Linked DNA regions of Mus musculus: all the other regions are linked to region 3. The links are chromatin contacts, called in public HiChIP or PLAC-seq and promoter capture Hi-C maps. All regions are on one chromosome and are shown on one strand. Each heading gives the region's core, a stretch centred on a gene start, on an enhancer-like site or on the middle of the called end of the contact. The rest is flanking DNA. Distances are from core to core; before and after follow the strand shown.

Region 1 (5,933 bases), core at 568-3,067, 2.0 Mb before region 3:
CAGGGTTGTGGAATACTATCGGTGAGTTCATGGCTAGTCCAGGCTTACAGTGAGATCTTGTCTCAAAACATAAAACATAACAGACCCAAACCCCTCAAAGCATAGAGGGCAGAACCAGACTCCATGTGGGTCCACCACGCCTCACAGACTGTAGAGGCCAGAACAGGAGCAGGAAGGAGCAGCCACACCAGCATGGTAGATGGCAGGTGACCCCCTTCTCCCCCCGCACCACCCCCCCCCCGACCCCCAAGCACCGGAACTAACCGTGTGAATTCCTTTTTCTCCTCTCCCACCACCTGTTTCTCTCTCATCTCCTCTTCCTCTCTTTGAGAGGAGGTCCCACGCTCTGTACTCCAAGCTAACCTCAAGTCAGCTCCTCACTTCTCCTGCTTCAGCCTCTCAGGTTTGGAGTCACAGGTGCGAGGTGCTATGCTCAGATTTTTATTTTTCTTATCTCTAGACTACCCAACCCACCAGCAACATCCTGGGCCCTCTTGAGAGTCTTCCTGTTCTCTAAATATGGTACCATTCTCCGCCCAGCTGGCCAGAGCCTCTGCTCATTTTAAACACATTATTAGGAGCCATTTTTAGCAAGGGGGGATCAGGCAGACATCTCCTCACCTTGCTGGGAAATCACTCAAGCAGGCAGGGACATCTCAAAACTGGAGTCTGAGGCCGACCTATTTGGCCTGCTACAACCTCTTCACCTGTCCTTAAGTTCCTCTTAAGGTCACTCCCGGTGGCAGGCTGGGAGCGTCTAGCAGCGAGCTGACCTTCCCGGCAGCCTCCCAGTCTCTCGGTGGTTAAGTGCTGTCCCTTCCAGGCGAAGGCCCTTTCCTTGTTGTAAAACCCTCTTTACAGACATCCCCTCTTTTATCCTGATTTTTTTTTCACGGTCTCTTAATTTACTTAATTTCCAAGTTAATCTTCGTGGAAATGCCCTTTTCCTTACAAATACTGCCTTCCTCCCTCCGCCCACACTAACTCCGATACATCCTGCACTCACAACCATAGTAAGGACAACTGGACTTCCCTCCCCACAGTACCGGGAACCCAAGGACCGATAGCGGGATGCTGAACAGCAAACCCAAGCCAACCCCACGTCCTCTCAAGGTCTAAGCCTTTCCCAAGCCTTCCAGCTGGCTCCGAGACCCCCGCGGCCAAGTCCTACCCTCTTCGCTCTCATCACAGCTACCTCAAACACACCCGAGAGGCAAACAGCTTCTGAGGTGACTTTCACGTGCTAAGAAGGTGTCCGAGAGGATCCTCGTCAGGTAGGAGATGCCTAGAACGCTAACACTAGTATCGAATTGCTTGCTGGAGCTGATAAGAAAAGGCCTCCGTCCGGATGGCTCGGTGACTTAGGAGAAACCGGAGCACGGCGATCCGCACCACGACCTACCTCCGTGAGGACCCCAAACAAGCAAATAAAAACAACCAGCTCTTACCTTCGTTGTCCCCATGGTCCCAACCTAGTTCTCAAGTCTTAAGGTAGATCTAGAGGTATCCAGCCAATGTTCTCGGCAGCAAGTGTTCCTCGGGTCCTACAGAAGCCGCTCTCAGAAGGCTTAAGGACTATCACCGAAAGCATCACAGCCCGAAGCCCAGCCTACCTATTTATAATCTCTGCAAGGGGTGGAGCCTTCAACCTCCCACCCCCCAATCCTTAACCTGTGACCCCAGGAATTCAGTGACCTCTTATCTGATCTTCACCGCTCCACCCCCAGCCCCTGTCCTTTGCAATCAACCACCATCACCCACCCCCTCCTGCTTTTTACCACATCCTCCTCGTGGTTCTTTTTTTTTTCCCCTCAAAGCGCTTCCAAATTCCTTCCCCTTTTCAAGAGCCGACAGCCTTTTTGTTTCACAGAAAAAAATACTAAAACAAAGTTTGGAGGGCGGGCAAATTTGAAGGCAGTCGGGATGGAATCAGTCTAAACGCAGAGTAGAGTCAGTGCTGCTTTTAGTTGAAAGTCATCCAAGGAGCAGGAAGCAGAGAATTGATAATGCGTTTTCATTATAGGCTGGGTGTACTCGCCTTGAAGGAGGGAAAGGCGAGGCAGTCCAAGAAAACGCATCCAGGTGTGAAGGCAGCCTTCTTGACTTGAGGCTCCAAGAAGGATCAAGTGAAGTACACAGCCCCAATTCCTCACCACAGCATACGCCACCCCACCCATTGTGAATTCTGCCTCTCTCAGCTCTGTTTTGAGATTAACAGCATCTAGAAACACAACAAATATCTAATTCAACTTACAGATTTTTGCTGAGTGCATAGCTCTCAAGCGGGAAGAAAAAATTAAGAGCTGGGGTGGAGGTGTCTCGCAGTGGTATAGCACTTGCCGCGGCTCTAGGTTAAACCCCCAGAACAATCAGTCTAGGGTAACTGATTCTCATATAAGAAACGTTTGCTAACATACTATTACCTAGGGATTGTGTGTCTCTCGAAAGACAAACTTGAGACAAGTACTTCACTACCACACTGAAAGAAACCTAAAAAGTTGGGTACGCGAAAGGAGAGCTTACAGAGAGGCCTGCGATGGCCTGCAGGAGGCAGGCACATTTCAGGTGAGCTCCAGAGTGAAGCAGCTGAGCACGTGATAAACGTGTGACACTGAGGCTCTAGGCTCTGACTCCCGGTGCGGGGGAGGGAAGGCGACCCCTCCCCTGAAGAGTGATTTGGTATAGGCTCGAGGAAGGAAAGGCATCTTCAGTCCCTAGCTTTCTGGGCAGAGATCTAGACTGATGGACTGAACTGAAGCAAACCTGGTCCCTTTCTCCTTAAAGGAGGGTCTTTGCCAAATCGGATGCTTGCTGAGAAAACTGAGGTGGAGTGAACCGGACCGCGCAAGAAAATCATCCCCGAGGTTGCACCCCCTTGCTCTCGTCATTTTTCTTTCCTAGAAGCACTGAGTCGGAAGCGCCGTTTAATTACCACAGCAACTGAATCTAGCAGCTAAAGAAATAGTAAAGCCCAAAGGCCAGTGCCTGCCAGTAGAAAGAGAATCCAAGCCACTTGGTGCAACATTCCATTTTCCTGTAGCCACATTAGAAATAATGAAGGTTGTCAAGATGGCTTAGCAGGTAAAGGCACTTGCTGCCAAGTCTGGAGACCTGAGTTTCATCCCCACGACCCACACATGGTGTCAGGAGAAAACCAAGTCCACAAAGTTGTCCTCTTTTTGTTGTTTTGTTTTGTTTTGTTTTGGAAACAGGGTTTCTCTGTGTGGCCCTGGCTATACTCGAACTTGCTTTGTAGACCAGGTTCCCTTCCAGCCTTCCAGGTGCTGTACAACACTTGGTGCACAGACATACACGTAGGCAAAACACCCATAATGCATAAAATATAAAGGTGTTTTTCTTTTTTTCTTTTCCTTTTCTTTTTTTCTTTAAGGCACTCGGGAGGGTGGAAGTGGGCTAGTGATCTGGGAAAGACAGATGCTCCAAAGCCTAAGATTAGCTCTGAAACAGAGAAAATTATGCTTGCAGCAATGTATGTTTTTTAAAGATTACAGCTGGAATTTAGCTGAATTCCCAAGAATCTAAAAAGTGCTAAACAAATTGAGACAAATGCTCTTCAAAGCAGAAGCTCGTCTGATGCTTAAGCCACAAGGCCTCATGCTACTGTGGGCTTAGCAGCAGAGTCCAAGACAGACAGTCCTCATCTCGAGCAACACAGACCAGCTGCTGACTAGCTGTTAGAGATTGCCTGGGGTCCTCAGTGCACTGTGGGAGTGCATGTGAAGGGTTCCCTGGGGAACTCGGTACATTGTAGGAATTCCTGTGCCGGGTTCCCTGGGGTCCTCAGTGCTCTGTGGGAGTGGTTGCCAATTGACCGAAAAGTCCAAGTCCCAGTGAGGGTGACCAACCTTGAGGGACAAAGCACTCAACAGCCTCATGGCTGAGATGCAGTAACAACACCTATCTACTACGTGTCCTTAGATTGCTTGAGAGTTCTTCTATCTTTGCTGGATATCAAAGAGGGAGAAGCACGAAGGGGACTTTAGTAAAAGTACCCAGTTGGGAGCTAAGAGCAAAGTAGGTGTGCTTAGGAGAGAGGGAACAAGAACAATAGCCTGGGATACCAGTTCCCAATGCACACACCTGCACAATTGGAGCCCCAATCTGGTCTCCTGCTGTTAGCCTGTTGAGGTTTGCTAGTGTGACAACTAAGCAGAAGGACAAGGGATCCTACAAAAGAGCACTCAAGATTTTAAACTCAGCACAGTGCCCCCGGCCTGGGAAAACGCAAGCAGAGCCAGTTGTAAGGACTGCCCAGACCCCGTGCTTTACATTTCTATCAGTCCCCACAAACAGCAACCTGCATGGTTTCGTGTGTCTGATTTTAATCTTTCCCTACCAGGTGAGGTGTCCCCATAATTCACTTTGAATCTGAAAACACGGTTTAAAAAAAAAAAAAAGAAGCAGCAGCAGCAGCCCTGGGGTGAAGAAAGGAAAAATCTGAGAAATGCCGCTTCTCCTGTTGACACTGCCTTTAAACCATTCATTACTGCTGCCGGTCCTGAAAACCGGATTCCAGCCCCCAGCTTCTCATCACTGTGGCAGATCTTGCGTATCCCAAAGTCTCCAGGAACAAATTCCAAAGTAGTGTTGACCCTAAGTTAAAATTCAAAGCACAGCAATCTACTCACAGATCTTCAGTGGTGCCTCCTTAATAAGCCCTGGGTTCAAAGCACCTTTGACTACAGGCGCGTGGGCCACAGTTTAAAACATTCCAGCAGCGCTAACAACAGCAACAACAACAACAAAACCTAACGCACACACGTTAATTTTATTATATTATATTTATCCCATCTGACATGTCCCAAGTTCTCTGTTTCACTTCACTCTCTTCTTCTCTTTGCAGTGCAGGGGATTCAGTCTGGGGCTGACCATACCAGTCTCAGGCCTCAAAGTTCTCATATTAACATCTAACCAACATAAATGACTAATAATCTATTTTGATATTTTTGCACCAGGCCTTCAGAATCCAATGTGCATCTTACTTACAGTGTGCCTCTGATGGAAGAGTCAATTTTTGGGTATTGAGGTGAAATATCCTTTTTCTTTTTTTCTTTTTTCTTTCTTTTTTGTTTTTGTTTTCGAGACAGGGTTTCTCTATGTACCCTTGGCTGTCCTGGAACTAACTCTGTAGACCAGGCTGGCCTCGAACTCAGAAATCTGCCTGTTTCTGCCTCCCAAGAGCCGGGATTAAAGGTGTGCGCCACCACTGCCCAGCGAAATATCGTTTTTCTTTTCATTTCTTCCCCCCCACTCCCATACATTGGTTACTGAACATAGGTCCTTTTGAATATCCTGAGCTGTATTTTCAGCCTGAAATCCTCTTTTAAAATGAAACTGTAGTTTTGAACTCAGTGACCTGAGTTCGAGCACACACAAACACACCACCCACGTGAGTGTGTCACCCCATAGGTAAATAATTCACTGTGATTGTCATACTAGGAGAAACCTATAGAGAACACCAAAACCAATCAAGAGTGCCCTGGAGTTCTGCACATTTTGCTACTGTATGCCATGGATGGATAAGTGTGTTCTCCAAAGATTCCTGTGCTAGAATCCAGGTCCAGCACAGCCATGCTAAAGGGAAGTAAAACCTTTAAGTTGTAAGGCCTCAGCGCGCACACACATACACACACATCATTCATGGATCAGAGAATAACTTTTGGGAGCCTGTTCTCTTCCCTTTCTTCTATGTGACCCCAGGAATTGAACTCTGTTACCAGACTTGGAAGCAAGTGACTTATTCTCTGAGCCATTTCACAAGCCCCTAAACCTCTTTTCAGGCTCTTAACAGTCAGGCAGGCATATGCTTTCAATCCTGGCTCTGGGTGGATTAAGGATCAAGAATTCCAGGCTAGCCGGGCATGGTGGCCTTTAATCCCAGCACTTGGGAGGCAGAGGCAGGCAGATTTCTG
Region 2 (5,867 bases), core at 1,069-3,568, 2.2 Mb after region 3:
GGCCAAAGTCACCCGCTGTGCAACCCTGACAACCTCCTGTGACTCCTAGGATCCATGAAAGGTGGAAAGAAGAGAAAGGACCCCACAGTTATCTGCTGAATCAAGACAATGTATGTCTACCACCATTCTCACCCCTTTTATTCACACAATAATTTACAAAACAACCCCCCCCCACCACACAAAATAACAACAAAAACCAGACCACAGTCATGATCTCATGGGGCTTCTGAGGATTCAGGGGACTGTGGATAACACTGTGACTACTACTATCCCAAATAACAGCAGTATGTCTTCAATATCTGCATGCCTGTCCCCTTCCAATTTCACCATGGAAGCAAGAGAAATCTAGTCCTGTCTTCTAAACCTCATTATCTCAAAGGGGCCCATCTCAGTCAATACAGAGACGTAGCTCAGTCCATAGAGACAGTCAACCTTGATTCTTTGTTTTCTCTCCTCTATAACCACTTGTCAGAAGTACCTAAACTTGAGCTGGAGAGATGGCTCAGTGGTTAAGAGCACTGACCACTCTTCTAAAGGTCCTGAGTTCAATTCCCAGCAACCACATGGTGGCTCACAACCATCTGATGCCCCCTTCTGGTGTATCTGGGAACAGCTACAGTGTACTCATATAAATAAATCTTAAAACAAAACAAAAAAAACCCTAAACTTACTTGCTCCATCTCCACACCACACACACACACACACACACAGTGCCAAAGTCACACACAACTGATAGCATCTCAATTCCCCCCTCCCCCCTGCTTTCGCTCTGGCCACTCCAGTCCCCCTCAGAGCCAACCAACAGCCGGTGGCCTTTATAAAAGTGAAATGAGAATATCTCAGGCCCTCCACCACTGAAACTACAGATTTCCCATTTGTCTCAAATAAAATTCAAACTCCTAAGACCTACAAGCTGCTTTAGATAGATTTAGATAGATTACAACTGCTTTGTAATCTATCTGACTCAGTCCTCAATCCATCCACATGCTTGTTCATCCCACACCTTCAATCTGCTTCTCAAACATGGTGAACCTTGGGCTTTGGCTCCTATTTCATGTGAATGCCCCTTACATTTTACCTAGGTAACGCGTTCATATGATTTAAAGTAAGGCTTTTCTCCTTCCTCCTATGTTACATTGTGGTGTTTATTTTGTTACTCCCCCTTATCTCTCCCCACCCCTCTTCCAATAGAGTGTAGCCTCCAGCTCTTAGTACAATACAGGCCTAGGAGAATTCACTAAGTTTATTGTTGTTTGGTTTTGCAGGACTGGGGTTTGAAGCTGGGGGCCTCTCATCTGCTAGGCAATCACTGGACCACTGGGCCATAGTCTCAGCTATATTCAGTCATTCTACTAAATGGATGGCCAGCCTGGCATCCCGGTTGTGATCACAGAGAGATTCCAACAGTCTAAAGGAAAGCAGATAGGAACTGGGGGTCATGTGACAGGGCACCACGGCTTGAGCTGGAAGTTAAATGGGCCTCTCTGCCTAGGGATTTGAGGGAATAGGCACACCTGCTTTTTCTGTATCGCTCAACGTATGACAGCCACTTAACGCGGTCGCTCGCTGTCGCGTTAAGCGCGACTCAAATGCTAGCCTACCAGGTCCCTCTGGAGTGGGGTGACTCAGGGGCGACAGCTGCAGAAGGAGGCCGAGGGGCGGCAAGCGAGATGCCAGGCGGGCTCCTCTGAGCAGCGGGTGGCTCTCACCGGAGACTGGCGACGAGCACCCACCCAATCGCGCTGCCCTCTGTCGGATCTCGTCCTCTCCCGCAACCATGCATGACAGTGGCCCCCATCGTCCCCGTCCTTCCTCTCTGCCCCGCGGGACGTCACCAACCACTCACCTGATAGGACGCACCATGGTGCCCTGCCTAGAGCAGCAGTGCTCTGGAGCTGGGGAGCAGCTGTGGCGGTTTCAATTCCCGCCGAAAACCAGACGTCGCGCTCCACGCCCCGCTGCGCCAGCCCGCCAATCACCGCTCGCCTGCCTGAGGCGGCGCCTGCGTGCTGAAGAGAGGGCGCCTGCGCACACACACCGTGGCCCGGGCACGCCATCCTGGATCCTGTCTGCTCAGACTTAGCTTTTGTTTTGATACTGCACTTTCGTCACAATTGCGATTTGGTACCGAGTCTAAAATACAATATAAAAATAGCGACACGCCTCCAATATTTAGAATGACTAACTTAAAAATAACTGGAACAAAGGGGGTCTTGGATAGGCGTTTTCCTTGGCGCTTGAGGAAAGAGAAACATGAGTTCCGAATCTGCCAAAGTGGATCTATTGGAGGTTAAAAAAAAAAAAGCAAGAAGTCAGCTGACTTATTTGGGCAGTTCTGCGTTGACAGCTCCAAGTGTGCTTTGGTGTCTGATGAGAGAGGTGAGTTCGAGCCCACAGCGAAGAAGCCCCTTCAGTGTGGAGGACCCAATGACGGTATCTGGTACAGACTTAAAGAACAGAAGGAGTCTTCTAAGGGCCATCTAAAGTGCTGGAGTGCAGCTTGCCATTGCCAGTTCAGTGTTTGTGGTCAACTAGGCTTGTCGTTTTGCATGTTGCTCTGACAGGGTGTAGGCACACCCAGAGAATTCGGAGACGTAAACTGGATTACGATGAATTGTATCCTGAGAGCAACAGACCACAGGAACAAAGAGTAACATGAAAACGTGTGTTTTTATTGGTTTTGTTCTGTTTCATGTTACAATGTATTCTAATTACTGTCTCACCTTATGTCGCACCTGTCCCTACTAACTTGCCCATCCCTCTAATCTCTGCATTTCCACCAGTCCCCTTTCTAGATTCATGTCGTTGGGTTTTTTTTGTTTTGGTTTGGTTTTGTTTGTTTTTGTGACCCTATATCTTAATTAGACCAGACTATTGAATTGCGACTACTCATTGGAGCCTGGTGGGGGCACCCGTGGGCACACAACTGAAAAATAACTTCCCTTTTCCTGAATCTGCCCATAGAAAACAGTTCCTTAATGACACATGGGTCATTCTGAGTCGTCTTCTCTCTTCCCTCTGCTGCTGCTGAGGCTAATCTTATGCAGACCTCTGACACTGCAGTGAGTTTACTGCTGTAATGGCAGCGTCTTGTCAGAAGGTGGCATTTTGTCTTCCTCTCTATGATCTGGTTCCTCTATTTTTCCACTTCCTATTCTGCAGTGTTCCTTGAACCTTCACAGAGGTGGTATAAATGCCTTGTTTAGGGCCGAGTCCCCATCCATCACATGTTCTCACCTTGTGGCACCTGGAGTCTGTACATTCATTATAGTTCACTGGAAAGAGACAATTCTCTGATTAAGTCTGGGAGTAGCACTTGTCGTGGGTATAGACATGGTGGTTTGACAGTGTCCATTTAACTGAACAACAGTATTTATGTTCCCCCCCAGGGCCCATCATCTTCCCTGCTATGGGTTTCCAACAGGAATCATAGTGCCAGGCAGGGGTATGCTCCTATAGAGCTGACCTCAAATCCAGTCAGAGCAAATTGGATACCCTCATAATGGTACCCTAGTGCCCAGATGAGCATGTCTTGCCTGGCAGGTTAGTAGAGTTCATAGAGTCCACAGCTGGGTTGGACCAGTAATGAAATTTCTCTTATAGCAGCCTCCTTAGTATCTTCAAGGACCATAAAAGATAGCCAGCAAAGAGGAAGCTTCCAGCAGAGTTCCAGCTTGGCTTTTTTATATCATCAATTGAGCTGTGCAGTGTCTTTAACAACAGAGTTTATCATCTAGTTTTTATGGACGACCAAGAACAATGACAACAATCTCTACTGTCCTGGGAGTTCATATATATATATATATATATATATATATATATATATATATATATAAATGCATACATATATATGTACATATATGTGTGTATACATAGACTGATGGCTAGCTCTTTAAGGGACCTCGACTCCTACTGTCTTTACTGCATTTTCTTTTCTCTGAGTAGTGTTCAGTGTGCCTTGGGCAGCATCCTGTGTGGTCTGTTCTGTGCCCGTGCTTCCTACTTGGAGATCTTTCTTGTGTTCCCATATCCTTTTTCTGATACATCTCCTGACCTTCAACATCAAACATCTTCAAGCTACCACTGGGTCTCCGTTGTGTTTGGCCACTTGTATGAGTTCCGTAAGCTAGCTGTACACTTACAGACCCCCAACCCGTCCCTCCTCCAGCATTTCCTCTTGCCCCCCCCCCACTCTGTACCTTCCCTTGTATTAACTACTTGTTATTCTTCCCTAGGAGTAAAAGTACTTCTTGAGCATATTGTTTGCTCTGAAATTAACTTTAAAATAACTTTTCATTTTAAAAAAAAAGGAAGAAGCAGCATTTGGTTTTTGTCACGAAGATGAATGTGCAGGAATAAGCAGGAAACACTATAATAGACTGGTTGTGGTGGTGCACACCTTTAATATCAGCACTTAGGGTGGGGTGTGCTGAGACAGGAGAATCAAATGTCTGACATCATCCTAGGATACGTAGTCCTAAGTCACCCCAAGATGCACAGTGAGACATCCTCTCTAATAAAATGGAAGGAAAATGAAGACTGGAGTCGTTGGTTCAGCATCGCATGGGGGCGGGGTGGGGTGGGGTACAGTCTCTGAGGGATGGGCTGTGTTTTAGAGGTGTCCTGTGGCCGTTTGACTCATGGTTCTTTGGCTCATCCTACAGAAACCCTGCTGAAGAATATGAAGAAAAACCGAGAAAGGTTCTGCAACAAGGAAAGGGAATTTGTGTACAAGTTCCAGGTAGGACGTGAGCGCTTAGAGCTGAGAGTGCCCCTCAGGTTTCCTGTGGAGGAGAATGCCAGTCATCTGCATGGACGTCTGATGCTGCTGCACAGCTTGCCTTGCTTCATAGAGAGTGGTGAGGACGGACCTCCTTTTGTTTCTCCATAGTCTCTATTGTTAGATGTTTCTTGGTAGAGCACAGATTTTTGAACTTGGGATGTGACCCATGAGTCTGCACAACTGAGTGAGTGTCGGGCTCATGATGAACATGTCAACCTGAAGAGGTTTTCAGCACAAGTGACCAAATGTTAATTCAAAGCCAGCAGTATGGTGGATTGAAGGAGCTCAAAGCTTGCTTTGCACCGCCCATGCCACTGAGCTGCCCACTGCCAGTGAGTGCTGCCCACTGCCAGTGAGTGCTGCCCACTGCCAGTGAGTGCTGCCCACTGCCACGGAGCTGCCTACTGCCAGTGAGTGCTGCCCACTGCCAGTGAGTGCTGCTGAAGCCTCCTGGAGCAGACTCAGACTGCTGTTTGCACTGCGTTTACTGTCTGGCATGGCTTTCTGTTCTTGTAGAAATGATGGTTTCCACTCCTCCTTCCTCAACACTGAAGCTTCAAATTCCTGTATCTTCAGATTGTATTGTGTTGGAATGTTTTTGAGTTTAAACATTTTTTTATTGCATTTATTTATTGTGGAGGCAGAGCCTATGTGTGTATATAAAAATTTGCTTAACAAATTTTGACATGAAATTAAGACAGAATTGCTAGCAATTTCTAAAAAGGCCTTAAATACGTGTTTTGGCATCTTATACTATGTATTTATGGAAAATAGTATTCTTGACATTGGCAATTATAAAATCAAAATGAAAAAGTTAAGTGTACTTTCAGTATTAAGTATTCAGCCAAGATTTAATTACTTGTATTAAAATGATCAAGCATATTCATTTCATTAGTACTCATCTTTTATTTTGTGTGCCTGGGTTGAGGGGGTATGTGCATGTGTGACTCTATGAGGTGTATCTATCTTTGGGGAGTGTATGTCTGTGGGGTGTGTGAATGTGTGTGTGTGTGTGTGTGTCAGGGGAGGTTATATGTGGGCATGTGAGTGTGGAGGGTTCATGTGTGGGCTTGTGAGTGTGTGT
Region 3 (6,040 bases), core at 554-3,053:
CCCAGACAGGCATGGAGAGCTACGCTACATTTGTAGGTTCAGAAAAAAAGGCCAAAGATCAGTTGAATGAAAGGGTCACCCTGAGAACTGACAAAGAAGGAAGAGAGACCCAAAGAGGAATTCAAGGAGATAAAGTAGTTTAAAGAGTCAACCATTTATAAGACAATAAGAGTGGTAGAGGCCGACAGAAATTGCCCGCGGTGATGTAACTTGGTTGTTTTTTTTTTATTTTGTTTTTGGTTCTGGAGCTCAAACCCAGGGCCTATTGTATGCATGCTAGGAAATAACACTGCTACTGAGCTACCCCCAGCCCAAGACAATATAGTTTGAACAACAACATTTTCATCTTCGCACCATACCCAGGTAGAGGCTTGCAGGAATGACCTGCAAGCAACAGGGTTACTTGTTCCAATAGACTTCTGGAGGAGAAGGGATGCCTCCTTAGGAAACCCTACTTGGGGCAACACCAGAAACATCTCCCGGAGACCCACCAAGGACAAAGCTACAGGCTGAGAGAGGCCCAATCTACATACTGAATCCCCACCTATTGGACTTCCCACTGTCTCACTACCATGGCAACAAAATGGATAAAAAAAAAAAGTGCCCCCCAAGAGACCATCCCAGGGGTCCATCTGGCAGCCACTATTACCACCTTAGTTGCCAGAGCAACTCCAACCTTTCAGGAAAGGGAGCTTTAGGGTAACCTACCCCAGGCACAAAGAGATCTCTGAGATCAAGGCAGTAAGGAAGTCCTCCTATGGGACAGCCAATGCTCTGGGGGTGAGGGTGGAGGTCACAATTCCTTGGAATGCCTATATGATTGCCCAATCTTCTCTTCTTTCCCATCCTCCCAACCTTCCCAATTCTCCCTTCAGTATCCCTGCCTTTCTTATTCGTGTTAGGAGGACTCACACTACCAAGACTCAGTGCCCCCCCTTCACGAAGTAACTAGGTCTGGGATTAGGAAAACGGGGTCAGAGGTGACCAGGATTGGGGGAAAGAAAACTGAGTCACAAAAGATATGGCCTTCCCATTTCCACCCCAAAAAACGTCGGTCTTCTCAAAGCTGGGCCTCTCCCGGTTCATCTCCATTCCCCCCAGGTTCAATCCCCCGTCTCGGCAGCTACAACCCTCATTTTACCACCTACCACACCCCTTTCCCTGTTCCCAAGACCCGCAACCTGGAAACCCGGTGCTGGGCCTGTGGGGTTACTGGAGCCTTCACGCCCCACCTCGCTGCCATCTCTCCGATCCGTCCTGCCTTCTCCGCGAACCACCCGCACAGCATCCCCCGGTTTACCTCCGCCAAGTCTCCACCTCGGCGTTCCTCCCCTTTAGGCTCTGGTCCTGGCGACGCTCGGCCCCGTCAGCCCTCCTCCCAAAACCCTCCTCCCCCCACCTCCCGAGCTCGCGACTCCCAGGCCCGCGTCCCTCCTCCGGGCGGCCCCACCCCCTGAGTCCCCAGCCTCGGGCCCGGTCGTGCCCGCAATGAGGGAACGCGACCGGGAAAATAACAAATGGAGGCGGCGGCGGGAGGGGGGACCGGGAGGGGTGGGGGCGGGGAGCCGCGGGCCGGAACGGGGCGGCCCGGGCCGGCGGCAGCGGACCTTACCTGCGAGCAGCTCGGGACGGCTGGCTGGCTGCGAGTGCGGTCGGGCTCCGGCGCCTCCCGGGGACGGCGGCGGCCACTCCCCGCCCCTCCTTACAGCGCGGCTTCAGTCGCTGCCGCGGCGGCGGCGGCGGCGGCCCCGGCCCCCCCGGAGGGCGGCCCCCATGCCCGGCTCCCCGCGCAGCCCCGATCGGCTTCTCGCGCTCCTCGCCCGCCCTCCCGCCCGGAACGCGCCGCCCGCGCCCGCCCCCGCCGCACCGCCCGCCTCCGCCCGCACTCGCGGTCCCGGCGAGGCCCGCGACCCCCGACCCTCCCGCCGCTGGTGCCGCGCGCCCCTAGCCCGCCCCGAGGCCTGCCACCCCGAAACGCGTCCTGGCCCGAGGCCCCGGTCGGGCGCGGGGCTGCGGGCGGACGGACAGGCTGGGCGGCGCGTCCGGCGACTCGCACAGGAAAGCGGACGGCGGAGGGAGGGCGCTCGGGAGAGGGGGATGGGAGCAGGGAGGAAGAGGGAGAAGGAGGGAGCGCGGAGGAACGGAGGAGAGAGAGGGGCCCGGAGGAGACGCGAGGGAGGGAGCGCGCGGCAGTCGGGGGGCGGAGGATCGGGGAAGGGGAGGCGCCGGGCGAGTTGGCCGAAGCCGGCCGGGGCGCAGAGAGAGAGGGCCTCGCTGCGCAGAGCGTGGGGAGCTCGCGGGCCCCGCGCGGGAGAGGGCTGGGTGGGAGGGGCTGTGGACTGCGAAGGCAGACCTGGGGAGGCTGGAGAAGTTTGGGGACAAGAGGGGCTGTGGCAGGGGTGAAGTAGGTGGAGTTTGGGGAATTATGAAGTAGAGATTTGGATAATGGGACTGTATTGGAAAGATGGAGAGGAAGGGCCAGAAGTAGAGGCTGGAGGGGTTTAGGAGCTATTTTGGAGAGCCTACGATGGAAGTTTGTGGACCTGGGCGGGAAAGGATGAAGACGTACTAGGAGAATGGTGTTTCTGGAAGAGATAAGCGTTTAAGGCAGTGATTGGTGTTGAGAAGAATGCAAACCACAAGAATTTGGGAATGATGAAGGAAAGCTGGAGGCAAGTCCGGAGATCCCTCTGTGGGAGAGAAGGCATGAGAAGTCTCAGAAGAGGGGTGGAGGGCAGAGGATGCCTATTCTAGAGGGAGACTGGGGTGGGCTGGGTTGGTAAACATGAATGTGGGGACTTCCAATCGAACTAAGAACTATTTCCTTTGGCAAATAAAGTGGAGGAGAATGAATTAGAGAGGTCTGGAAGGAAACACAAGATAAATAGGGCTTTTGTGGCAACGTGGTGGGAGGGCCAGTGATGGGAAAAGAGAGGAGCTAGAGACGGAGGGAGAACCCTGGAGGAGTGACAGACTGGGGTCCAGGCCCTAGTGTGGAAGAGGTAACTAAGAGGTGGCACTTCACTTTTGGGCCCTTCATTTTCTCGAGGTTCCTGAACTAGACCTTCTCAAGTCTGAAGTCATTACTAGTAGCATCTTTGGTCATGGTCACAGAAGGGATGAAGTGGGGGATTAGGTGGAAAGGACCTACATACATTTTAGGGTGCCCAGGTTCCCCATAACAATTGTAATATGGAAGTAGTCCCCAGCACAGACTACAGCATGCTCCTCCCAACTCTTCTCCAGTCAGCGTGCCAGCCATGCCCAACCTACAGCCATGAAGTCAGCACCCCCATCACTCCAGTGGTGCCTTCTTCTGGGCTCCTTCTCTGGCCCCAAACCAGCAGCAACATCTCTCAGGACAAAGGACACTAGAGACAGGGTGATTTTTGGCAGCTGAAATTGGGAAGGCTAGAGAAAGGGAGGGAGGCAGGCTGGGAGCCCGGAAGAGCTGGAGCTGGAGTCTGGATTGGGAGCCCTTAGTAGTTCACCAGATTTGGAGGTGGGGGTAGAGAGCTTGTAGGGGGCCAGCCTAGCTCAGACCTAGTGGGTGGAGTGGGGGACACTGAGTGGGCAAACTGCCTTTGTGGAAGGGAGGAGAACGGCTAGCCTAGTAGCCACCCAGTAGGTCTTACACCACCATTCCTTAGGCCAGATTCAGCCAAGCTCTTGAACTTACCCAAAAGCTCTACACAGATTCCAAAGCACTAGGGAGACCAAGCAAGAATGCTTGGCTCCTCTAGGAACAAATATCCCATCACCCCACTGTGAAGTCCCTTGCCTCTGCAGGGCCTCACTTTACCCCCATACCCATTTGCTTGTCCCCTTCCAGGGCCTCCCAGAGACCAGGTCCTCTCCTGTGTACCCTTCACGTCTTTTTCTCTGTGCTCTAAGATAGACCTAGTTCCTTCCCTGTACCAACTAATTTTGCTCTGAGACTCCTCCTCCCTCCCCCCTCTCCCCATAGCATTTCCTCTCTTTCCTTTAGTTTCCCACTAGGCCTGGCCTAGGACCTTTCCAATCCTTTCCAGACTCAACCTCTACCCTTGTTTAGCCGCTAAGGCAACAGCCAAGATGGTAACTTATCTAAGCCTAAAAGAAAAATGTAGGCCTAGGGAAGGACAAGGCATGGAACTAGGAAAAGAAGCCAGCACTACACCTTCCAGTTCCTCTGGTACCCAAGACCAGGCTCACAGCTCAGCTGCTGGGAGCATTAAATATACACCCCACCCCTATCCTTCACCCCAGCTCCCTCTCTGGCCCCAGCCCCCTACAATCACCTGGTCTCCAGGCAATGGCACAAAAGGAAAGTAGAGAGGGGCCTTGGAGGCCCAAGCAGAGCTAGCTGTAACCCAATCCAACCTGGTACCAGAAGGGGGCTGGGAATGTTGTCAGAAAAAGGCACCTAGCTAGGATGGAGGAAAGAAAAGACAAGGGTTAGGAATGGTGGCTACAGCCACAATAGCCCTGACCAAAGCCTAGGAGTTTCTGAGAGAGCAGCCCCAGAGAAGTGTAGCGAGCCCCCGGGGCCATATAGGGGTGCTGGAAGGGGGAAAAAAAACGAGGAGCTTACATAGGAATTCAAGGGCACAGGGAAGGAGAGGGAGCAAGAAGTTCTTTGAACTGAAAATAGCTGGGGGATACAAGAAGATGGGTGGGGAGATGTGGCTCCTGGCTTCACCAGTGCAAGTTTCTGTTAGCCCTAAAGGGAGAAGGAAGTCTGAGGGAGCCTGGGACCAGAACTTGGGAGGATCCGCGGGAGGAGGGCAGAGGGTGCAACCTTGAAATTCTTCCCACCCCAACCTCACCTTGGCGTCTAGTAAGGTGTCCTGCAGAACTTGGGCTCCCCCTAATGGCCACAGCTATTCATGGGCAGATGCTGCCTGCAAGCGTGAGCCCTAGTACCCTAAGGATAGTAATGTTAGGGGGATTGTCCCCCAAGGCGGGCTGGGTGCTTCAACCTCACAGCCTCACTGGAGCTGAAAGGTTAGAGGGCCTCTGTCTACACACTGATATCCTCTCAGTCTGGCTAACGGGGAGGCTGGAGAGCACTTCAGGTGTGGCATCCATTTTACTGGAGAAGTCGGATTCCCAAGCTCCTGGTACCCGTAATATTTCTTCTCTCCCTTTTTTCTTTGGTTCTGTATTCCAAAGGAATTGGTGGCCATGATACTCTCATTTCAAAGCCATCCAGAATTCTGTTGAGGACCAGTACAGGGGCGCTTTAGTTATTGGTCTACTGCTTTGTTCCTACTTCGGTCCAAGACTTTAGGAACCAGAAACGCTTTGTTCCTCACCCCAGATACACTCAATCCCTGATGTTTGAGTAACTCCAGTACCACAGGTTAAGAATCCTTAGTTCAGCCAAGTGTGGTGGTACAAGCTTTTAATCCCAGCACTCGGGAGGCAGAAGCAGGCGGATCTCTGTAAACTTGGAGCCAGCCTGGTCTACAGAGTGAGTTCCAGGACAGCCAGGGCTACACGTAGAAACCCTGTCTTGGGAAACAAAAACCCCACGGATCCCACATCACCAGCAATGCTGCAAACTTGGTCATGAGTTCAGTGGCTTGCCGCTTTTTGAGCCCTCCCCTGATCTGCTACCTAGGATCGCCAATATCCAGTCGTTTCTCTTCGTCCTCTCACATGGAGCAGAGAGTAAGAGTCCTCAGACAAGGGGTGGTGCGCTGTGATTCAGACTTTAATGGTGGTGGTCATTTCAAAGCCACGGAGATGGTGGCAACTGTGGGACATGGCGCAGGGGAGTGAGGCAGCGCTCTGGTGCAGCCGGAGAAAGACGGAGGAGCCTAGGGCTGGGGAGAGGGTTAGAGGAGAAAAGCCTCCCCAGGTCCACAGCCCCATTCTGTAAAGTTCCGAGCTTCGGTTAGTGCACCGAATGAAGCAATTGCTAAGGCCCTTTTCTGTTCCCCTTCCCATGCTAGCAAAATCCCCATCCTGGGTCATCTTGGAATGAAGCCACATGGAATAGGGGTGCCTAGTCCTGTCAAGTTAGGTCACTTTCAGACTGGAGAGTTACAGGAGA
Region 4 (6,114 bases), core at 1,518-4,017, 2.3 Mb before region 3:
GGGACTGTATCCCCTAGGGCAGTGGTTCTCAACCTATCGGTTGTGATCACTTCAGGAGTCGCAACGGCTATTTCCATTGCAGTAAAACTACCGCAGTTTTGAAGTAGCAATGAAATGATTTTATGGTTGGGGGTCACCACAACATGAGGAACTGTGTTAACGGGTTCCAGTATTGGGAAGGTTGAGGACCACTGCCCTAGAACTATAAGCCAAATTAAACCCTTCCCTTAACTTGCTTCACGGCAGGTATTTGGCCACCTTAACATTAGTAGTTCAACTGCCAATGTACATTCTTTATTTTCCTTAATGAAGGGGTCCCCATAGTGAGTTTGGAGCCAGGGTTGTCTAGTGACAGCCTGATGTCACTATCCATTGTCACCTCTCTGATCCCGAGATTGTTTTAACAGTCAAACTTGGAAGAACACAAAACTTTAGTAAAACGGATAGGCACTTGCGAGGTTCCACACACTACAGCCTCAGGGGGGATAGGGGTAGATTGTAGCTTTTGTGTCTAAGGCAATTTGGAGAAGGGGAAAGGAAATACTGGAAAACATTAAAAACACCAGCCTGGCATTTGTTACTATGATGTCGGAAAGTCCTTTCTACAAACCTAAACTGCACAAATACACAGCACATGGCTCTAAAATACACATGTACAGATATTTTTGGAGGCTCCATACTCTTTAACAATCTTAATATGACAAGCAAGAAAATGCCAAGTGAAGACAGTTTCTCTACTTAACCTTACTCAGCTTCTCTTGGAACAACTGTATGTCAGCACAGCTAACGGTTTTTCCCTCACATTTCAAAATAACGTAATGACTATAATTTTTTCAGCTTTTAATGTTTATGACTTGGATTACAGAATACTGTGAACTCACCTGCCAGAAGTTTCTCTAGGAATCCATAGTATTAAAGTGCTCACAGCGACTCACAATAAAACCCGTCCTCTCACTCTTCACATAAAATCGTAGTCCTTCCTCCACCCACTTTTCTCCCAGGTTACGATGCTATGCCCTGAATAAAGTGACTCCTGCTTCTTTCTCTGAGTGAAGAACCTATTCCTTGCCTTCGGTCCCTCCTGCCTCAATCTTCAGGGCCCAGCAGTTCAATGGCCAAAGAGGAAATGGGGGGTAAGGGGGAGAGATAACTTTGTCATTCTAACCCCCCATGCAACTACTGAAGTGTATATTCAACAGGGGCTCAATTTTTTTTTCTCCATAAAACTTGTCCAGTATAAACTAACAGAAGCCAGATGGTAGCTGGTGGGCATCGGGCAACAGGCTAAATGTAGGTTAGGCACCGAGCTCTTTATGAGATGTAAAAAGAAAGAGGACCCAGGCGGTTCTTGACTGGGTTGACTGGGTGACTGTCTAGCTCGTAGCTTTTTTTTTTGTCAGAATCGGACAAAACACTCCCCAACACATGGACTCTAGTACCTTAAGGAGCTACCAGAAAACGGAGATGAAAATAGTTTGACAAACTAAGAAGCAATGACACGAGGGACTAGAAGAGACCTACTATAAAAGACTAACAATGGTTTGGGTTACAACTGACTGAAATGTCCTTGTTTTCTTCCAAGTATCTTTAAATATATATTATCAACTGTTTTAAAACAGAAGAAATAACCTCCAACGTACCCGTTATGAAGGAGAAGAGACTTAAATGGCACTTAAATCTTTGGGATTTTGGTTAATGATTTAAGAATGTCTAGGAAAAAAAAAAGCCAAACAACGAAAAACTCTCCATATTCAACTGATATACTTTCCACATAGATTTGGAATTTAACCCAACTTCAGGCATTGGGAAAACTGCAGGCAATTGTTGGGAAAATAGCACTGAAAATTCACATTCAAGGTATATACAGGTTGGTTAGTAAAAAACCTCATTGATTTAACACTCCGTCTCTATTCATGAATTACAGGGATTACAAACCTGGGATGAGAAACAATAAATTAATAGGACTTAAGTTGTTCTCTATCCGGATGTGGGGGATCTACTCTAGTCAAACATTCAATTTGGTAACCTTCTTCCTTCTTGTTCCAAAGGTTGTTAAAGAAAAAGAAAATAGAAACAGCCGATCGCTACTCTAAATTGTACTCCTTGGGATGGACGTAGTAACATCAGGGTGAGGCTCGTAGCATCCTCCTGCCTCGGTCACGTCAAATTCTTCAGAGGAAACAAGGACAGTGGCGACAACCACACCCCTGAGGACAGCCGAGCAGCCGGCAGGTTTTACTCTAAGCAGCATTCCCAAGCTTACCACACCCCCTCGGCGACACGGGCAACCAGCCTAATTTCCACGCCGCGACCGCCGCCTCACGCCCCCTCCCGCAGGCAGCCGACTCTCAGCTTCCGCCGACTGTGGTACCCAGCGACCACCGGCCTCCGGCGCCCGCCCCCGCGCAGCGCCGCGCCGCGCCGAGTCCGCTCCCGCCGCCGCCGCCGCCGCCGAGCTCGGCTCCGGGTCGCCGGCCGAAGCCTCAGGCTCGAGGGCGCGCCCCCGGCCCACGCCCCCGCCGCCGCCGCCGCCCCGGGCGGCCCGCTGCTCACCTGGCCGCCGGCTCCTCCCTCGCCTGCCCGGCCGGCCGCCGCCTAGGAGCAAGCGCGGGCCGCGGGAAGTCCGCTGAGGAGGGGGAGGGGGCGGGATGCCGGGAGCCGCCTCCTTTCTCCTCGCCGCCGGCTCCCGCAGCCAGGCCGCGCGTCCTCACCCACTCGCCCACTTTCTCACGGCCTCGCGGTCGGCCGGCCTCTCCCTCCCTCCCCCCTCCCCCCGACGCCCGCACTCCCGTTCCTACACACTCGCTCACACCCGGCCGCCGCTCGCTCCCTCCCTCACTCGCCTGTCGCTCGACCGCGCGCGCGCGCGACCCCGCTCTCTCTCTCTCACACACACGCACTCACACACACACACTCACACACAGCGCACGACGCCGGCGAGGCCGCCCCGCGTCCCCCAGACCGAGGCGCCGCGCGCCCCCCGCCCGAGCCGAGGACCCGCGCGGCCCCGCCCCCGAGCGCCGCACTCGCGGGCGGGGGGCGGCGGCGGGCGGGGGGCGGGGCGGCGAGCGCGCTCGGCCGACTCCTGACACCTGCGAGGAGACCGCCCCGCCGCCGGAGGGGTAGCCGCGGGGCGCGCGCTCGCGAAGGGGAGGCACGCGGGCGCTCCAAGGACGCGCGCCTCGCCGCTCCACCCCCACCCCCCAAACCGTCCTCTCGGAGCCTGGAAAACGGGTAGGGGGCGAGGTTTGTTCCGCTCGGCACCGCGAGAGTAGGCCCTGCCGTTGTGCGCCCTCCCGCCCCGCGCAGCCCCTCCTTGGGCTGCGGCCGTGAGCGCTTTGATGCCCGCCGACCCCTCCGAGCCTCCGGCCGCGAGGTCTGGCCAGGGTACTCGCGCTGCCCGCTAAGGGGGCCAGCCACCCTCCCTCCCTAGCGTCCTGCCTCACCAGAAGGCAGAGATTTGGGGACAAAGATGATGGTAACTGTAATAGTCCGGATCTGCGATCGCACCGAAGACAATACCTCTGTATGGAAAGGCGCGTTAACTGCAGCCTCAGGCGAGCTTGGTACACTAAGGGAGGCTGAGGCAGGAGGATCACAGGCAGGCGATCCGATGCCTCAAAAATAAGCGATATGATAAATACTATGGGTTGGGCAGGTTCAAAGATAGACAAGGAAGCTAGAGCCAGCTTGGCGAGTTGATGTCAGAATAAACATCATATATTTTAGGAGCATTTCCTACATCCTGAAACCTAACAAATCGTCCAAAGAAGAGGCGAAACATTTGACCACAGTCCACTACTTAAGTCCCTTCTCTACACCATGAGTGAAGCCTTTACAATGAAAATGCATTCCTAAATAACTTCAGACATCAGATATGAGCTACAATTCAAACATGTTGTACCCCGTGTCAAGTCATAGCTACTGATTTCAGATCCCGAAGACCAGCAGCGCAGGTGGTTTTCTGTGGGTCACCACCCTTTCACAGAGGTCACCTAAGACCATGGAAAACAGATATTTGCATTACGATTCATAACCGTAGCAAAATTACAGTTAGGAATTAACAGTTGGGGGGGGGGTCATCATAATATCAGGAACTGTATTAAAGCATTAGGAAGGTTGAGAACCACTGGTCTAGAGGGTGGGTGAAATAATTGCTCGAAGGATAAGGCACCTGTACACCTCTGCCAAGCCAGAAGACCACTTCCCACAAGTGTGTTCTAGCTCTACCTCTGTCTCCCCACGTGTGAATACAGAGATTGTATAAATTTTAAGAGCTATACAACAACCTAGGATTGGATGACTGTTCCTGTTACCTCTGTGGTCTTCTGAAGAAAATTCGCCTCCCTAGTGACGCTAAAAGGGAGTTGCCTGCTGTATTAGGGTTCTCTAGAGTTAGAGAATTTATGAACGTCTCTCTATATTGAATTTATTGTGATGACTTACAGTCTGTAGTCCCGACAATGGCCAGCTGTGAATGGCAGTCTAGTTAAGAGTTGCTTGGTCCCACGAGGCTAGTTGTTTAAGCTGGTCTCCTGTAGAAGAAGATTCCAACAGACGTGTTGGCAAGAAAAGTGAATCTTCCTTCTTCCAAAGTCCTTATGTAGACCTCCAGCAGAAGGTGTGGCCCACCCAGATTAAGGTGTACACCACCAGGCCTGGATCTGGGACTTGCTTTGTCCCGGGCTGATCTCCTTGCCTCAATCTCTTGGGATTAAAGGTGTGTACTACCTTGCCTAAACCTGAGTTTTTCCTGGCTACTTTACCTCAGGATCTCCATGTCAAGATCCAGATCAGAAACCTGTGTCTTCCAGCCTCAAGATCTGGATCATGCCGGGCGGTGGCGGCACACGCCTTTGATCCCAGCACTTGGGAGGCAGAGGCAGGTGGATTTCTGAGTTCGAGGCCAAGCCTGGTCTACAGAGTGAGTTCCAGGACAGCCAGGGCTACACAGAGAAACCCTGTCTTGGGGAAAAAAAAATCTGGATCACAGGTGTGCCCCCCAATTCTGGATTGTAGTTCATTCCAGCTAGAGTCAAGTTGACGACCAGGAATAGCCAGCACACCTACTTTATTTAGAATTGTCATAAGGAGCTAGTAAGCACAGCAGTTCCTCAATATCCATGGTAACTGGAGCTAGGACTCTTAGGGATATTCAAGTTACATATATGAAATGGTAGGTAGTGCTTGCATAGAACCTACACACTTCCTAAACCATCTCCAGGCAATGCCATCCTGAATTCAACAAATATACAAACGGACAAAACACCTGAACATGTTTCCAGTTGTTTTTAATCTACAGTTGGTGAAGTCCAAAGAAGTCACTGACACGAAGCACCTGCTGATTATGAGTGGCTATGCTATTCTTTGTTATATCATTGAGAGCAACCTAAGCTAACCTTTGTGAAGAGGGTTTGAAGAGGAGCCAACGTGAAGTATGATATACTGCCTTAAGAAACGGGGAAGGAGGCCTGGAGTGAGCTGGGCGGAGCAAACGGGGAAGGAGCTACTCTGATAGCCAGCCCCCTGGGACATAAAGCATGGTCCACCAAAGCCAATGCCTTCTAAAAAGCCTTTTGTGATAGAGAGACACTTGATCACAAATACATGCCACAGACACAATCATGTACACGCACACGAAGAGTTTGGCAGAAAGAGAAGTTGCACAGAGCATGAACAGCGTGTTCTGTTGTAACAGAATCCAACCGATAGTAACCGTATAGCTTCCAGAAAAAGGATGCTGTGCAGGTGAAGCTGTAGCTATGCTATCACCTCACTGGCCACTTGCAATTTTAAAACGCTGCCTTTCATCCACCATATTAGCCTCCCTGCACGAACTGAGTGTATGCAATATTGGTTTAGATGTATGCTAACAGAAGGGACACAAAAAAGCAAAGCCAAAGCATGTCGTTTATGTGTTTCGCATTAAAAAAGAACCAAGGCATACATTAGGGACCTGGAAAGACTGCAGAATAAAGTGAAGACCATCCCCAAGCTCAGTTCTCAGAGAGAATGCCAGAATTCTGGTCTAAGTCCATTGAAACTTTTCCTTAGTCATATCTGAACAGCAAAATATACTTTGTTCATTTTTAAAACTCACTCTGTAGACCAGGC

Evidence for each region. Promoter capture Hi-C pulls out the DNA fragments that hold promoters and counts their contacts. HiChIP or PLAC-seq counts read pairs in DNA pulled down with a chosen protein or histone mark.
Region 1: an H3K27ac HiChIP or PLAC-seq map of embryonic stem cells shows a contact between it and region 3, with 7 times the contacts expected there. The contact joins the promoter of Slc2a3 here to the promoter of Atn1 in region 3. A contact is called at or near these places in 1 of 39 promoter capture datasets (embryonic stem cells), 1 of 484 Hi-C or Micro-C datasets (embryonic stem cells), 7 of 115 datasets of contacts at active chromatin or transcription factors (embryonic stem cells, extraembryonic endoderm stem cells, pancreatic cancer cells and 2 more) and 1 of 9 other capture datasets (embryonic stem cells).
Region 2: a contact with region 3 is called in a promoter capture Hi-C map of pre-B cells, with 4 times the contacts expected there. The contact joins the promoter of D6Wsu163e here to the promoter of Atn1 in region 3. A contact is called at or near these places in 1 of 39 promoter capture datasets (pre-B cells) and 1 of 115 datasets of contacts at active chromatin or transcription factors (astrocytes).
Region 4: an H3K4me3 HiChIP or PLAC-seq map of embryonic forebrain shows a contact between it and region 3, with 3 times the contacts expected there. The contact joins the promoter of Rimklb here to the promoter of Atn1 in region 3. A contact is called at or near these places in 2 of 115 datasets of contacts at active chromatin or transcription factors (astrocytes and embryonic forebrain).

What each region holds. Positions count from the first base shown.
Region 1 is chr6:122,740,928-122,746,860 of GRCm38.p6, forward strand. Slc2a3 (solute carrier family 2 (facilitated glucose transporter), member 3) reads right to left here and starts at 1,818. Exons shown (of 10, transcript NM_011401.4): 1 at 1,449-1,818. The coding sequence starts at 1,463.
Region 2 is chr6:126,937,648-126,943,514 of GRCm38.p6, forward strand. It overlaps D6Wsu163e (DNA segment, Chr 6, Wayne State University 163, expressed), which reads left to right and starts at 2,319. Exons shown (of 14, transcript NM_138594.3): 1 at 2,319-2,379; 2 at 4,665-4,859. The coding sequence starts at 4,682. Rad51ap1 (RAD51 associated protein 1) reads right to left here and starts at 1,940. Exons shown (of 9, transcript NM_009013.4): 1 at 1,847-1,940. The coding sequence starts at 1,863.
Region 3 is chr6:124,754,684-124,760,723 of GRCm38.p6, forward strand. It overlaps Atn1 (atrophin 1), which reads right to left and starts at 1,804. Exons shown (of 10, transcript NM_007881.4): 1 at 1,613-1,804. It overlaps Eno2 (enolase 2, gamma neuronal), which reads right to left. Exons shown (of 12, transcript NM_013509.3): 12 at 5,370-6,040.
Region 4 is chr6:122,483,538-122,489,651 of GRCm38.p6, forward strand. Rimklb (ribosomal modification protein rimK-like family member B) reads right to left here and starts at 2,768. Exons shown (of 6, transcript NM_027664.1): 1 at 2,554-2,768.